Regions from separate parts of the Mus musculus genome. Here regions 1 and 3 are each linked to region 2. The links are chromatin contacts, called in public ChIA-PET and promoter capture Hi-C maps. All regions are on one chromosome and are shown on one strand. The core of a region is the stretch at or near the end of the contact, and the rest is flanking DNA. Distances in the headings are between cores, read along the strand shown. Region 1 holds the start of Prpf8 (pre-mRNA processing factor 8). Region 2 holds the start of Inpp5k (inositol polyphosphate 5-phosphatase K). Region 3 overlaps Smyd4 (SET and MYND domain containing 4).

Evidence for each region. Promoter capture Hi-C pulls out the DNA fragments that hold promoters and counts their contacts. ChIA-PET counts read pairs in DNA pulled down with a chosen protein or histone mark.
Region 1: an RNA polymerase II ChIA-PET map of effector CD8 T cells shows a contact between it and region 2, with 52 read pairs. The contact joins the promoter of Prpf8 here to the promoter of Inpp5k in region 2. A contact is called at or near these places in 7 of 39 promoter capture datasets (the 3T3-L1 cell line, the C10 cell line, the HPC-7 cell line and 4 more), 6 of 115 datasets of contacts at active chromatin or transcription factors (the SCID.adh cell line, bone marrow-derived macrophages, effector CD8 T cells and 2 more) and 3 of 9 other capture datasets (adipose tissue, liver and pancreatic islet).
Region 3: a contact with region 2 is called in a promoter capture Hi-C map of liver, with 2.3 times the contacts expected there. The contact joins the enhancer-like site here to the promoter of Inpp5k in region 2. A contact is called at or near these places in 5 of 39 promoter capture datasets (the HPC-7 cell line, hippocampal neurons, liver and 1 more), 1 of 15 datasets of contacts at CTCF or cohesin (large pre-B cells), 4 of 484 Hi-C or Micro-C datasets (the HL-1 cell line, large pre-B cells and muscle stem cells), 5 of 115 datasets of contacts at active chromatin or transcription factors (the 230-238 cell line, bone marrow-derived macrophages, embryonic limb bud and 2 more) and 3 of 9 other capture datasets (adipose tissue, liver and pancreatic islet).

Annotation. Positions count from the first base shown.
Region 1 is chr11:75,484,246-75,488,979 of GRCm38.p6, reverse strand. It overlaps Prpf8 (pre-mRNA processing factor 8), which reads right to left and starts at 2,203. Exons shown (of 42, transcript NM_138659.2): 1 at 1,789-2,203; 2 at 1,187-1,355. The coding sequence starts at 1,888.
Region 2 is chr11:75,629,279-75,634,102 of GRCm38.p6, reverse strand. It overlaps Inpp5k (inositol polyphosphate 5-phosphatase K), which reads right to left and starts at 3,083. Exons shown (of 12, transcript NM_008916.2): 1 at 2,906-3,083; 2 at 927-1,034; 3 at 532-640. The coding sequence starts at 3,003.
Region 3 is chr11:75,399,488-75,404,093 of GRCm38.p6, reverse strand. It overlaps Smyd4 (SET and MYND domain containing 4), which reads right to left. Exons shown (of 11, transcript NM_001102611.1): 6 at 4,311-4,493; 7 at 3,649-3,812; 8 at 1,844-1,976; 9 at 869-985; 10 at 554-677. Among named protein-coding and RNA genes, the nearest start is that of Serpinf1, 21 kb to the left of the region's middle. Within about 2 kb of position 1,708, at least 141 of the 459 cell types and tissues checked have an H3K27ac peak or open chromatin away from gene starts, as enhancers often do. A contact at or near this core is called in the HL-1 cell line, adipose tissue, embryonic limb bud and 5 more, where this site is marked.

The sequences.
Region 1 (4,734 bases), core at 954-3,453, 140 kb after region 2:
TCTGTAAACCAGGCCATCCTCAAACTCAAAGTAATCAGACTCCCAAGTGCTGGGGTTACAGGCGTATGCTATTACCTTGCCCGGCAAGAAGTTGTTGTTATTGTTATTTCTTTTTTTTTTTTTTTTGCCGTCGTACTTTTATTCACATCATGTATTGTTATTTCTATTAATGGTTTTTTCAAGACAGAGTTTCTCTATATAGCTCTGGCTGTCTTGGAACTCACTCGGTAGACCAGGCTGGCCTTGAACTCTGAAATCAGCCTGCTTCTGCCTCTCGAGTGCTGGGATTCAAGGCGTGCACCACCACTGCCTGGCTAAGAAATTATTTTTTGGCTAAGAAATTATTTTTTGCAATAAAACTCTCAAGGTGGGGCTAGAAAGATGGCTCAGCAGTTAAGAGCACTGATTGCTCTTCCAAAGGTCCTGAGTTCAATTCCCAGCACCCACATGGTGGCTTACAACCATTTGTGATGGGATCTGATGCCCTCTTCTGGTGTGTCTGAAGACATCTACAGTACACTCATATAAATGAATTAAATAAATCTTTAAAAAGGAAAAAAAACAAAAACAAAACAAAACAAAAAAACTTCCAAGGCTTCCCCCACATCAATTAATTAACAGGCCAAATTTTTGTATCCAAATGGAATGTTAAGAATCTCTGCAGCTTGAGGTGGAAGAATTAACAGTAAAAGAGCGACCCCAGGAATGAACTATCCTAAACCTCTGAATGATAGTGACCAAAGAGGCATCCAGAATGCCTAGTGTCTTAATTTGAGCTTCAAACAGTTCCACAATACCAGACATTTTACAACAACACCAGCAGGGCAAAGCAAAACAATCAATGGCATAGGTAGACGATCTGGAAACTATCACAGAATCCCAGTGGTCCTAGCCTTACTCCTACAGTCATCCTATGTACAGCCTAGAGCCATGTTCCATGCTGGACACGGTGACATCTGCCTTCAATCCCAGCTCTTTGGAGGCAGAGGCATGGGGATCCCTATCGGTTAAAGGGCAGCCCGGTCTACAGAGCTAAATCCAGGGCAAAAATGCCCACACAGGGAAACTGTCTCAGTTAAAAAGTCACATTCCAAATGCTAGTCCCTCTATCCAGCACTGTCAATGAAGGGGCAGAGGAAGGAAAGAAGTCAAACTCCATATGATATTATCCTGGGATGTTACTCACCCCAAATAGACCCTTTTGTCATGACGGAACTTCCTGTTGGTCATGTCTCCATGGTCTCGAATGATCTTCCTGACATGTTCTGGTGGCATGTCTTCCTTCTGAGCATCCACAAACCCAAATTTCCGCTTCTCTGCATATCGCTTGGCCTGCAACTGCTGCCATTTTCGAGCTAGAAAAGCACCTCAGCTTAAAGGGCTGCACACATTTACCCTAATTATCCCTAACTCTTGCCCTGGGGCAACCCTCGGCATGCTGTGAAGAGAAATACTCACTGCCAAGTATCCTGCCATTTTACTACCCCAAACCACCTGATATTTTTGCTATAGATGTTTTGGGGAGGGTTGTTGTCTAATTCCTACATAGTAATGCAAACCCTATAAGGAAACAGGTTTTATCGTCATTGATGCATTTTACACACACACACGTACACAATAAGCTCCTGCAAAATAACAGGCACTTCCAAACTTTCAATGATTGGACTCAATTTTTAAAAATGTAAATACTGCTAATAAGCACACCCCTGATGACCTGCCTATGGAGGGAAGAAATGAAACCCGCCTACACGTTCGAGCCCGCGCACGCCGTTCCCGTTCGCCTCTCACCTTTCTCCTGCAGCTTCTCCTCTGACATATAATCCGGCAGCGGGGCTAGAGGGCCGGGCACCGGGTTACCCGGCCCTCGGTAAGGAAACACTCCGGCCATGCCGGGAGAATCTGGGATAGAGAGGCAGGCCAAAACTAATGAGCTAGGCCCGGGCCCACAAGGGGCAGATGGAACACGTCCGGAGCCCCCTGGCCTGCACTCTAGCCGGGCTGAGCGCTCGGGACCCGGGCCTGGCGCAGCTCCTCGGGCCGCTCGGCCCACTCGATTACCTTGCGCTCAGCCTCAGACGCCCACCACCCACCTGTCGCCCCTCACTCAGGTAGCGGCTAGGCTCGCAGAGCAATGGCGGAAAGACGACGTCCGCTCCGCGTTCCCAACTCCAGGAAGTGCGCAACCAGGCTCAGAAGCTCATCCAATAGACGCCGAGATGCTCTGATGGATTAGCGACATCTCCAATTGACGTTGCAGCCCGAGCCGGAGAGGCGGGTCTAAAAGCGGATTTCAGGGCGAGGGGTGTGGTCAGGGTAGGCTCACGCCCCGCCTTCTGCCAGTCAGTTTAGGAGCCCTCTCTAATAGATCTGACATTTAATTGGCTATTGATATTGTTCCTCAAAAGCCAAAGCCATACAATTTTAATAAGTTTGCGTACGTTGCACATTTCCCCTATATTTATTCTCATGAATTCAGAGCTGATATGTAGTACTAACTCCTACTCAATGAATCCTTTGTTCTTCTATTCCTTCATTACATTACTGTTAATAGTGGTAACTATGTACCAAAGAGTCAAATAACTCTTGGACCATCCAAGGCAGAAGGAAGGCTGGCAAAAATGTATGATGATCTGGGATGGGAATGTACTTCAGTTTGTACAGGAGGCCCTTGGTTCATTCCATTTCTGGCAATGCATAGACCTGTAGGATCTCAGCACTGGTGGGGGGTGGGGGGTGGGGGTGGAGGGGCGGGAGGTTAAAGGCAGAATAGTCATAAATTCAAAGTCTGGTCCTGGAAAGAGGACTAAACGATTAAGAGCTTTAGCTGTTCTTCTAGAGAACCTGGTGTGATCCCCAGCACATGGTGCCTCACGACTGTCCGAAACTCTGATTCTAGGGGGATCTGAAAACCCTCTTCTGCCCTCTGTAGATACAGAACACACATGGTGCACATACATACATGCAACCCAAACAACCCATATACATAAAATATTTTTTTTTCAAAAAGACATTCAAATTCTTCCTCGGCTATATAGTGTTTACCAAACCTCAAAAACAAAACAAAACAAAACAAAACAAAGAATCATTAATGTTTTGCCTTCATGTATGTCTGCCCACCACGGACATGCCTGGTACCCAGGGAGATTAAAAGAAGACATTAGCTCCCCTGGAATGGAGATAGGTATGATCTACCACTTGGGTGCTGGGAACCTGGGTCCCCTGCAAAAGCAGTAAATCTTTTTAACCCCTAAGCTGTCTCTCCCAACGCCTAAAGATTCTTGTAACACAGCATGATGAGCACTGGCAAGCATAGCATGGTAATCTGACTTCAGGGCGCCAGATTTTGAGCTTAATGCTTGATTATTAGAAGTAACGTACTAGATTTAATGCCTGGAGCTTCAAGCAACAAAATTAACTGAAGAATAAAAATAAAAACCCTGCCAGCCATGATGGTAATCCCAGAACTTGAGAGGCAGAGGCAGGTGATCTCTGTGTTTTCAAGGCCAGCCAAATCTACATAGCAAGTTCCAGTACAGCACAGCCAAGGATCTAGAGAGAGACTGTATCAAAACAAATAATCGTGCTTCTTTGGGAGATGGAAAGGAGATAACCTAGAAAACTTAGAAATGTCTCTGGGGAATTTCACTGGTAACGACCTTCTTCTCTCATTTCTCTTTCCTCTATCTGGCAACGATCACTCTAACGCATGCTATAGACAAGAAAAAAAAATGTTCTGTGTAAATCATAAACCAATAAAGACCTTAGAAGGAAGCTTAGGAAAAAATATAGGAGCAGGACTGAGGATGTAGCTGACTGTAGAGCATTTCCAAGTATTGCAAGGAGAGTCTATATTATAGCCTGACGAGGAAAGATGGATGAGAAGGATTTGACTGCAGCAAAAGATCAGAAACAAAGTAATTCCAGGTGGCCAGAACAGCTACAATACTTTTCTCTCCACAATGTTAAGAATTGAGCCCAGGGCTGGGCAGTGGTGGTGCACACCTTTAATCCCAGCACTTGGGAGGCAGAGGCAGGCAGATTTCTGAATTCCAGGCCAGCTACAAAGTGAGTTCCAGGACAGCCAGGGTATACAAAGAAACCCTGTCTTAAAAGAAAGAAAGAAAGAAAGAAAGAAAGAAAGAAAGAAAGAAAGAAAGAAAGAGAGAAAGAAAGAAAGAAAGAGAGAAAGAAAGAAAGAAAAGGAATTGAGCTCAGAACTTGACCCAGGCTCCCTCCCCGACTGAGCAGACTCCAGTCTCCTAACATAACCTGTGGAAAGAGTATTTTTCAACACTGGGGAGGCTGAGGCAGGAAGATGGCATTTGGGCTGCATAGGACAACTCTGTTAAGAGAGGAGATGAGAGGGGAAAGCAAAGTAAAAGAGGGGTAAGAAAAAACAGCAGAGGGAGAGAGGAAAGGAAGGAAACAAATTTAGGACAAAAAGCTAACATTACTCCTTAGAAAGAGCCAGCAGACACACTCAGCAGTAGTAGCAAGTCTAGCTTCAATGTTATCATGGTCACTATTGTAAAGTCCTTGCAATGACTTTCACTGTAGCTGTTTCCAGACACACATCAGAAGAGGGCATCAGATCCCATTACAGATGTCTGTGAACCACCATGTGGTTACTGGGAACTGAACTCAGGACCTCTGGAAGAGCAGTCAGTGTTCTTAACCGCTGAGCCATCTCTCCAGCCTCTGTTTTCATTATTTTTATTATTGTTATTATCATTA
Region 2 (4,824 bases), core at 1,834-4,333:
ATAAAATATGATAACTGAGAACACAAGTCAGATTTGAAAGATTTAGATTCGGATCTTGGAGAGCCCATGTGATTTCTGAGCTTTGGGTTTATCTGTAAAGAATTTCTATCTTGAGAGTTAAGACTGTAAAATAACACACACCAAGAGCTTATTGATAATGCTTACTACCAAGTGAGCACTCAGTACATTGTAGCAAGTGCTACACTCAAGAGATTTCATGCTGGGCAGTAAGGAGAGACCAGAGGGTAGGCCAGGAATAAGACTGAGAAAACATCTAGGTGTGAAGCTAACCCCTGGACTCATCGCTCAGACTGAGACAGCATAAGGCAGGCAGGCGTTCCAGGCAGCCAAGTGTAGTGTGAGCTTTAAACCTTTTGATGAATGGAAAAGAACATGAAAAGCCAAGTGGAAGAAAGAGGAGTACATCAGACAAACACTTAGCTGCATGGGAGAAAGGGAAACGCATCAGACAAGCGACTCAAGTCAGCGCAGGTGAAACACATTCCTCCACTGCCCAGAAATTTAACTTACCTTGACAAAGTTCAGTGGGGAAAGCATATCCATGAAGAGACTGCTCCATGGGTCTTCAAAAGCAGCATCAGAAAGAAGGCTTATGATTCCAAAATTCATTTCCTGCAAACTGACCATTCCAAGGCAGAGGATCACCCCTGGCCTGGAGGATACTGACTCTCCCACAGCCATCATCAGACTCTCAGGCCTGCATTCTGAAGACCAAGAGGCCTCCCTTTCCTAGCTGTGTGGCTGTTGACCTCCAACCCATAACCATTGCTGACCCAGGACAAGAAACACAAGACTGGACCCAGGGAGGATGAAAGCTCCTCCCCTTCAGACTCTAACACAAGCGAGGACAGGTTACATCAGCCCTCTACAGGGATAGGGGGTGCAGGGGCCCTTCAGACACTTACCCAATGATATATATGTCCAGATTCAGGTCTTGGTTGTTCAGTTGAAGTAGGTCACTGAGGTCTACAGTGGGGGCTGCGGAGGCCACATTCCACGTCACAACATGTACGCTGTGGAAAGGATGTTAAGTCACAGGGGATGGAGGCTAAGATTTTTCCAGATAGCAGGCAAAGACCTAGGTATGTGCAAGGCTTCCGCTGCAGTGATCATGGGAAATGTGTCTGCATGTTTGTTTGTTTGGTGCTTTTGAGGCTGTGTCTCACTATGCAGCCCTGGCTGGCCTCAACTCCTTACGGAGATCAGCCTTCTTCTGCCTCCTAAATTCTGAGATTAACGTTGTTAATCTCACTATGCCCAGCTTGCTTCTGCATCGTGTGGTAGGAAAGAGGAAAAGGAGCAGTGGATTACCCAGCTTTCACCTTCCCTTTCATGCCTGGAAAGCAGGAATCTCTTCCCTCCCTCCAACTGGCTCTTCTAGGCAGGTTTACAGTCGCCCATAGCTGGCAGTACCTGGCACAGAGCTGCCAAAGGGAGCTCAAATGCCATTGGCCAGAAGGAAAGAATGATTGCGTTTGAGAGACAGGAACCTATTAGCCCCTCCAGCTACAGAAACCTCACTCATCCTCTGTGGCCCAGTCAGCAACTCTGCATGCTTACTCCTCAACCTATGGGTTCCCAAGAGCACCGAGAGGGAATTGGAGGTTGACTGAGCATGGCCATGTGCTTCAGAGCTACGAGAACAGAAACTCAGAAAGAGAGAGGCTGACAGCGTATTCCCTTCCCCTCTCCTACCTTGCAGATCCTTGGCACACAACAAATCCTGCCAAGGCCTTCACGTAGCCTAGGGACAAGTTTCTGAGTAACAGGTTTCTTATTATCTGTCTCACGAGTCTACTCTCTCTTGGGACAAGTCGCCAGTTGGTACATAACATTCCAACCTCCGCTCTCCACAAGTCTCAGTATCAGGAGAAATAATCAACAGCTCTTAAATACCACCACATCCATCACAAGTTCAGAAAAGCGAAGACTTAGGGAGACCTTCAGTGAGGGTGTTGCTATAGCAACACTCCAAGAAGCCCAGACTGTCTCCAGGACAGAGCAAGCAGGAGCTCAGACTCTACAGATGAAACCTGAGTTCCAAGAATACCGAGGCACTGAAGCACAAGATCCCGCAGAGCCACCCAAAAAGGGGAGGGGGGCATTTCCTTCTCCACCAGAGCCTGTTCTTAAAGTGTGACTTGTAAACAAAACAAAACAAAAAAATTCCTGGTTAGCTTCAAGCAGCTCCCTGCCTCTCCCTATGAATATAAACAAAATAATACAAAAACCTTCCTCTCAAGTCCTCTGAGAGACTGTCATTTTGTCTGTTTACAGTCTCCCCCTGCTGTCCGGCAGGTAACCGGTTTCTTTACTCAGTGGCTCCTTGTATTCCCACTCTAAGTGGATAAAAAATAAAACTCGGGATTTGGCATCCCAATCCTCAACTTTGATGATTAGTAACAAATCCATGCACCGCGAATTACGCTCAATTGGACGATTAGCAGTGTTCCTCGTGATTTAAGAGCGGGCATGAGACCAGGCTTTACCTCGCTAAAGGATCTTATCTAAATCTGATTTCGGATTTCTAGAGATCACAGCCCGATCAAGAAGACCCCATGATGTACTGCTGAAAAACAGGAACAAAACTTCTAATCTACAACTGTAGGGGCAAATGTTGGTCCTTAGCAATCTAACCCTGTCTGCTCCAAGAATCAACTGGACACTTGCTTGGGGAGCATCTGCAGTGACCAACTCGGCAGCCAAAGTTTAGAGCGTGCATCAATCCTAACATAGCCCTTTCAGTACTGGCCTGACAGAATTCGGGTATCTAAACTAGGGCAGCCTTGATCCTACTGTGGTTTTGAAATCCAGCCCCACAAATCAGACTGGGCTGAAGACAGCTAACCGCCAGGAACCGACCGGCCTACACCTGCGTCCTCACCTGAGTGCAAAGCCTTTCGGTGCGCTCGGCCTCCTTAGACTCACAGCCGACATTATTCCCTCGCGGTAACCCGGTGTGTTCCTGTCTCCGTGCTGCATCTAGTGCGAGCCGGAGCAGCCCTTGGTCTCCGGTCTCAGCAGCACTGCTCCCTCCGGATTGTTTTTCTTCCGGATTCGGACTGCGCTTCGGCTTCCGTAGGAGGTGGATCCAGAGTGTCTAGGGTTTTGGGGTGCGGTTGGAGGACAGAGGCGGGGCTTTACAGCAGAGCGAACCGCCCAGAGGCGGAGCTGAGCCAGGCTCAGAGAGGCGGGCTCTACATGTCATCCACTCCCGACGCCATACCGCCGGCCCGGACGCGGGAGTGGGCGGTGGCGGGGCCACCTAGGCTCCGCATTCCCAGCCTGCTTTGCGCAAGGGCGCGGGCGTGAGGAGCGTTGAGGGCGGAAGTTGCTGCGGCTCGAGGACTCGGGCTGCTTCGTGATCGTCCCGCAGCGTACGGTCTTCGCTGTCGCCTGCCCACCCTCAGAAACCGGGAGTGGACAGGATGGGGAGCCTCACTGTAGTCTGTTCGGCCTCTCTCGCCCACACTATAAGTAATTTCTCATGTTCCTTGGCGCCCTCATAGGGGTCAGAGAACACTTCCATTCATTTAAGTGACTTGGTGATCGTCATTTAAAAAAATTTTTTTTTCCATCTGAGACAGTCTTGCTAGTAAGTACTGGGGCTTGTTATACAGACCAAGTTGATTTTCCGACCTCAGCTGAGATTACACCACCACGCCCAACTTGAAACTAGTTTTGCTGAATACAAAGCAAAATAATTTAGGATCCCCGAGAGCTATCAGTGAATGAAAAACAAGCCGTTGCTATTTGGTGTATATTCATGGTGACTGTTTACTTTGCCAGACACTTCGATTTATTATTTCCTTTAGATCTCTGGGTCTTAATTTTTGAGGGGTAGGGGGGATAGTGCATGGGGTTGTTTTTACAGTTATGACTTCCCCCAGGGAAATGGGAGTGTTGTTTTAGCACACTGTAGTACCAGCTACCCAGTGATGCCTCAAGAACCCACAAAAGCTCCACTACCTGAAATACATGTTCTGGAACCCGGTGTAGTGATGTTATTTCCAAAACTCACCGAGATTGGTTACTCCAAGTTTGAGTCCAGTTTGGGCTACCTTAAAGTTTCAGGGCATTCGAACTGTGCTGTGATTCATTCTCAAAATGGAAGGGAAGGGGACAACTTCTACCAAGTCTAACTAACCACCTGAGCTTTACCCCTGGATGGAAGACAAGAATCACAGTTGTAGCCATAAACACAGTAATAAAGCTGAAAGTACTGGAGAGGGCTCACAAGTTAAGAGCACTTACAGACCACTGAAGTTGGGTTTGATTCCCTTCACCCACACGGTGGCCCATAATCATTCTAATTCCAGTTGCCCTTTCCCCTCTCTGGGTACTAAGCATGCCAGTGGTGCACATTAACCTCGTCCACTTGCAGTGAAATTAACAAACCTGGTCTAGTATTCTCATTAGGCCAAGCTAGCCTCAAACACAGAAAGATCCACCTGCCTTCCAAGGGCTGGGATTAAAACCCCGTGGCACCATGCCTTTAAACAAGCTTTTTATTTCTATTGTGCGTGTGTGCACGTGCACGCCAGCATGTGCACCAGAGTGCAGGTCTGGGAGACTTGAAGCATCAGGTTCCTCTGGAGCTGGAGTTCTAGGCAGTTGTAAACTGAGATGTCGGTGCTAGGAATTGAACTCGGCTCCTCTAAAAGAACAGTACATAACCGCCGAGCCATCTCTCCAGCCCCCAGAGTATGATTTTTTTCTTCTTTATTTCTGAAGCCCAGGCATGCTCTTCCTGGTGCTTTGGGTTTTTTCATTCTTTCTACCCAACCTTGTCACCATGTGACT
Region 3 (4,606 bases), core at 459-2,958, 230 kb after region 2:
AGCTTCCTTTTTTAATCTCCAAAGCAGGGATTCTCAGCCTTCACATAGCTAACTTGGGTCTCTCCACTGTGGAGGCGGTCCTGTGCACTGTAGGTTTAGCCTTTACTAGATGCTGGCAGCCATAACAATCAAAACTGTCTCTAAACACTGCCAAATGCCATTTGCAATCCCTTCTAGTTGAAAACCACTGCTTTAAAAGGAATAAGAGGCAAACCAGGGAAAGGGCCGAGCCCTGGAGTTGAGAGAGCAGGGACTGAGGCAGCCAAGGGAGGTGTGATTAAGCAGACAGGAATGCTAGAGGCGGGTGAGGCTGCCTCCAAATCCTCCCTGGGAAGCTCCATGCAGACCTAATGGCTTTCTCCACATCCTCAGGAAGGAATTCAAAGCTTAAAGTCTATCAGTGAAGCAGAGGGCAAATATCTGTCCTAAAGAGGAAATAAAAGAGTTTCAACATGCTTTAAAGCACTGTAGCAAAAAGCCATACACAGAAGCACCTAGGAAAACACAGAGCACTGTGTGCCCTGGCCAAACACTAGGAAAAAGAAAGGCCTACCCATTGAATAGGACTTGGGCCAGTTTGAAGAGCTCATGGCCAATTTCAACACTGGATGGCCCATGGCGAGTTTCAACCACCTGGAGACTCTTCTGTACATGGGCAGCAGACTTTAGCCAGTTCCCTGTGAGAAGAGAAATGTCTCATTCCGGAAAAGAAACACCATTAGCCTAAGGCTCTGGGGGCAAGGAATGCAGAATGGGAGGGAGAAGAGCGTCAATTCAGATGGCAAGAGAGAACCAAACAGACAAGGCAAGGGCCGCACTGAACACACGGCAGGGAAGGAGAACTCCGGCTATACCTAAGGTAGCATACCTAAGGTAGCATGGGCCTGGGCCAGGCCATCTTCAATTTCCCCCAGTACGGTGTGCTCTGCTGACAAGAAGCTCTCAGCAGCCTCCCGGCACCGCAACAACTGCTGAATGGCTTGCTCTATGGATTCAAAGGAAAAATGCCTCACAACAGATACAGATCTAGTCCTGGACACGAGAGACCACGTTGCAAGGTCTCTATCGGTTAGGTCAAAGTGAAAATGCCTCTTTATCTCACGGAGTCAACAGCCGGGCATTCCAGGGAAGCTGTTGGTTGCTTATGTTTTCTCTTTCAGTAAAAGAGGTGTTAGATGAGGCTTCCTCACATTTACCCTGGGCTTCTAACATCCATTTTCCAACCAACATTTAACAACCAACTCTACATTCCTCCTGTAATCATTAGTTTTCTTGACTCTAGGCTAAAGGTCAACTTCAGAATCTAGGCTAGAATAGTCAAAACAGATTCCTACCATGTCAGGGTCTAACATCGAGTTCTGCAAATCCCTTTCTGAAAAGAGAGGAGTCCTTTCTTTCTCTCAGCTCTCAGCTCAGGCTAGCTACCGAGCTCTACTCCTGAGTCACACCACGAGCCCAGGCAGCACTCAGGACTTGCTGCTGCTGCTGAGGGCAGAGCAACCTTCTCGGAGCTTAGGTCCTTAAGCTGGGAATCAGATGATGGCATTGGACCTCTGGAGCCACACAAAGCCCATGGAAGTCAGACAGCCTTTCTGGTGCTCGAGCTGCTAGAACTATCTGGCGCAGCAGACACAGCTTAAACCATCAGGAAGACTTTCAAGGGCACCAGAGTAACAGCTGGTCACAGTCTGGTCTCACTGGCCTACATAGCCATCTTGTGGCTGGTGCTGGGATAATTAAATTCAAGTCCTCAGTCATTTATTGAGGACTGCTCAGTAAGGCAAGGTGATACCAAAATAAACAAGGGAAGGGCTGAGGCCTAGGGCGAGGGAGCCAATCTCACCTGGTTTACCGGTTCGGAGAAGCTTCTGGGCCATGCAGACCTGTTGCTGAAGGTCCTGCAGGCGAGAGACTAGCTGGTCCCTGCTGACAGAGTTTGTGCAAGATTCGTTGCTACAGCTCAGCACATCATTTCCCTGTGGAAGTCAGTTCTATTTTTATTCCTAAGCGAGAACAGTTATCAATACTGCATATTGCATGTACTTGAGCTAAGGAGTCACTGACCTGATGAGGAAGAGACTTCTTCAATAACACACGCAAACAAGGCCTGAGTGAATTCTGATAGCAATTCTAATGAAAGAAGCAGCTAATCCCACTCTGAGGTTTAATTTTTGAACAGAATTGATAAGCGTTTGTAATCCTTTTCACCTTAGCAGCCCCTCTCATCTCCTTTTGGGACCAGGACTTTAGATGATAAACACACGTATAATGGCTATTTTAAAACGCCATAGGAAAACCAATATAGAAAGCTGGATGGGTGGTGGTAGTGTACAGCAGCACTCTGGAGGCAGAGGCAGGCAGATCTCAGTGAATTTGAGGGTAGCCTGGTCTACAGAGTGAGTTCCAGGACAGCCAGGGCTACACAGAGAAACCCTGTCTCAAAAACAGACAAATAAACAAACACAGAACTCTGGATGTGGTGACACATTGCAGTAAAGTGGCACTTGGAAACTAAAGGCAGTAGGATGGCAATTCTGAGGCCAGTCAGCTTTAGAATAAATTCTAGATCAACCCTGCAGGAAGAGAGGAAGAAGCAGAAGAGAGATATGGCTCAAAGGATAATCATCTTACTAGGAATCTATCAGGGAAAGCCAGGTATAGGCCTGTAAATATCACTGCATTTGAGAAGCTGGGACACGAGGATCTCAAGTTTGAGGCCAGCCTGGGCTCTGAAGTGAACTCTAGGTTATCTGGGGATACAGAGTAGAAGGAAGACTGTCTCAAGAGTGAGCAGGATCGAGGGAGCACTAATGCACAGGGCGCTTAGGCCCAGCATGGTGGCACACCTGGGAGAGGTAGCAGAGGGCAGGAGCCAAGGCTACACAGAGAGACGCTGCCTAAAACACAAAACAAAACAAAACATGCTGGGGAAGGCTTCATTCTTGACCCTTGGCTTTACAATTTTCAACACAGCCAATTCCATTTACTTATTTCTAATGAGAATGCCATGCTCTGGTGTGGAGACCATTTTGCATTGGGGCATGAATGTTGAAGACTCCAGTGTCTACACCATTACCTGGCAGTAGCACCCAAGGGTCTGCTCTCATGCTCTCCACTGTGGCTCTTCCCTCTGGGTCAAAGGCTGAGGGAAAACTATGTGGGTCGGATTTTCCCACAGTTACTACAGAGTGTGTCTGATGAGGCCAGCACAGAGAGATGGAATTGAACAGACAGAAAATCCACAATCTGGGTCCCCAGATTAAACCATCTCTGAAATAGCTCCTTGGAATGGTGATCTCTTAGATGGGGTGTCACTTGAGACTGGCCTCCGACTTGAGATCCTTCTTCCTCAGCCTCCTGAGTGCTAGGGTTACCAGTACCCAAGTGCTAGGCCTGATGCACAACTTTTGATGACTTATTTGAGCAAGTAAATTTCTAGGGCTTTTTTTTTTTTTTTTTTTTTGGTCCCTTTGTGTAATTTAAGATTTTGTGTCACTTATAGGGAAAATATTAGGAAATACAACCTGTGTTTTCTGCAGGACCGGGCGACATGTAGGGAGGAGTTACAAGAAGGGAAGCAGGAATGGTTCTCCTGGCGACTGACAACCTTTAGCTGGAGCCCTGCCCCTGGGAACAGCAGAGATTTACCTGCATGAGCGCTCTGCAAGTCTTACAACAGAAGGCTTCCCATCTGGGAGCTGCAGCTGCTCTCAGTGTCTCAGCGTGACAGGCCCCACAGCGGCAGTCAAAGAAGTACTGAGAACTCAGCCTCTGCTGCCTCTCAGCAACGCCCATCCGGCTCTCGTGAGGCCCTGGAGAGAGATTACCCACAGTTCCTAGTCACACCAAGAGAGTCAATGCCTACTCTACCGAGGGGCTGGCCTAGTCATCACGTGACTGGCATGGTGGTGCTGGGTTGGGGTCCTGGCTCAGTGATAGACACTAGCCTAGCCTATATGAGGTTGGGTACTCTGCCCTATCATCTCAGAAAAAACAACAAAACACGGGTGAAAGTGGATACGTTTCCAAGCTGCTGGGGCAGGAAGAAAGAAGCCAAGAAAGTGCTCCTCGCTCATTTTCAGGATAGGCTGTCTACAAGGCATGGAGGGATATGGCTCACTGCCCTCAACGGGCTTTTTTATTACAGCCAGAAGACCTTTTTTATTGGCCCAAGGATGCATTGCCCTTTCCAGGAAAGACTCAGAGGATGAGTAGAGGCACTGGGCCCATATCTGCTGATTCCTGTCCCCTTATCCTTTTCATGTGAGGTGTGAGGCACAGCAGGGTAGTGGAAAGAAAGGCTGGCTCACCATAGCAGTGCAGAATCTCCTGTCCTTTTGCGATCCTCTGTGCTGCCCGGACGGTGGCGACAGTGCCAGTGAAGGACACACTGGTGTTGGGCCTGCAGGAGTGGTTCAGGAGGCTGACAACAGGGAAGATGCCTGTGGCAAGGCGTATCTGCCTGCTGTTGGTAATGATGCTCTCGTTAGACCCTGGAAGTGCAAGAACAGAAGGAAATGTGCGTCAGGACATTTGTCCCGTCCTTGTCATCTATTCCCCAGAAGATGAACTGAGCAGCTGGGCCTGAAGCCCATCTGAGTCATGG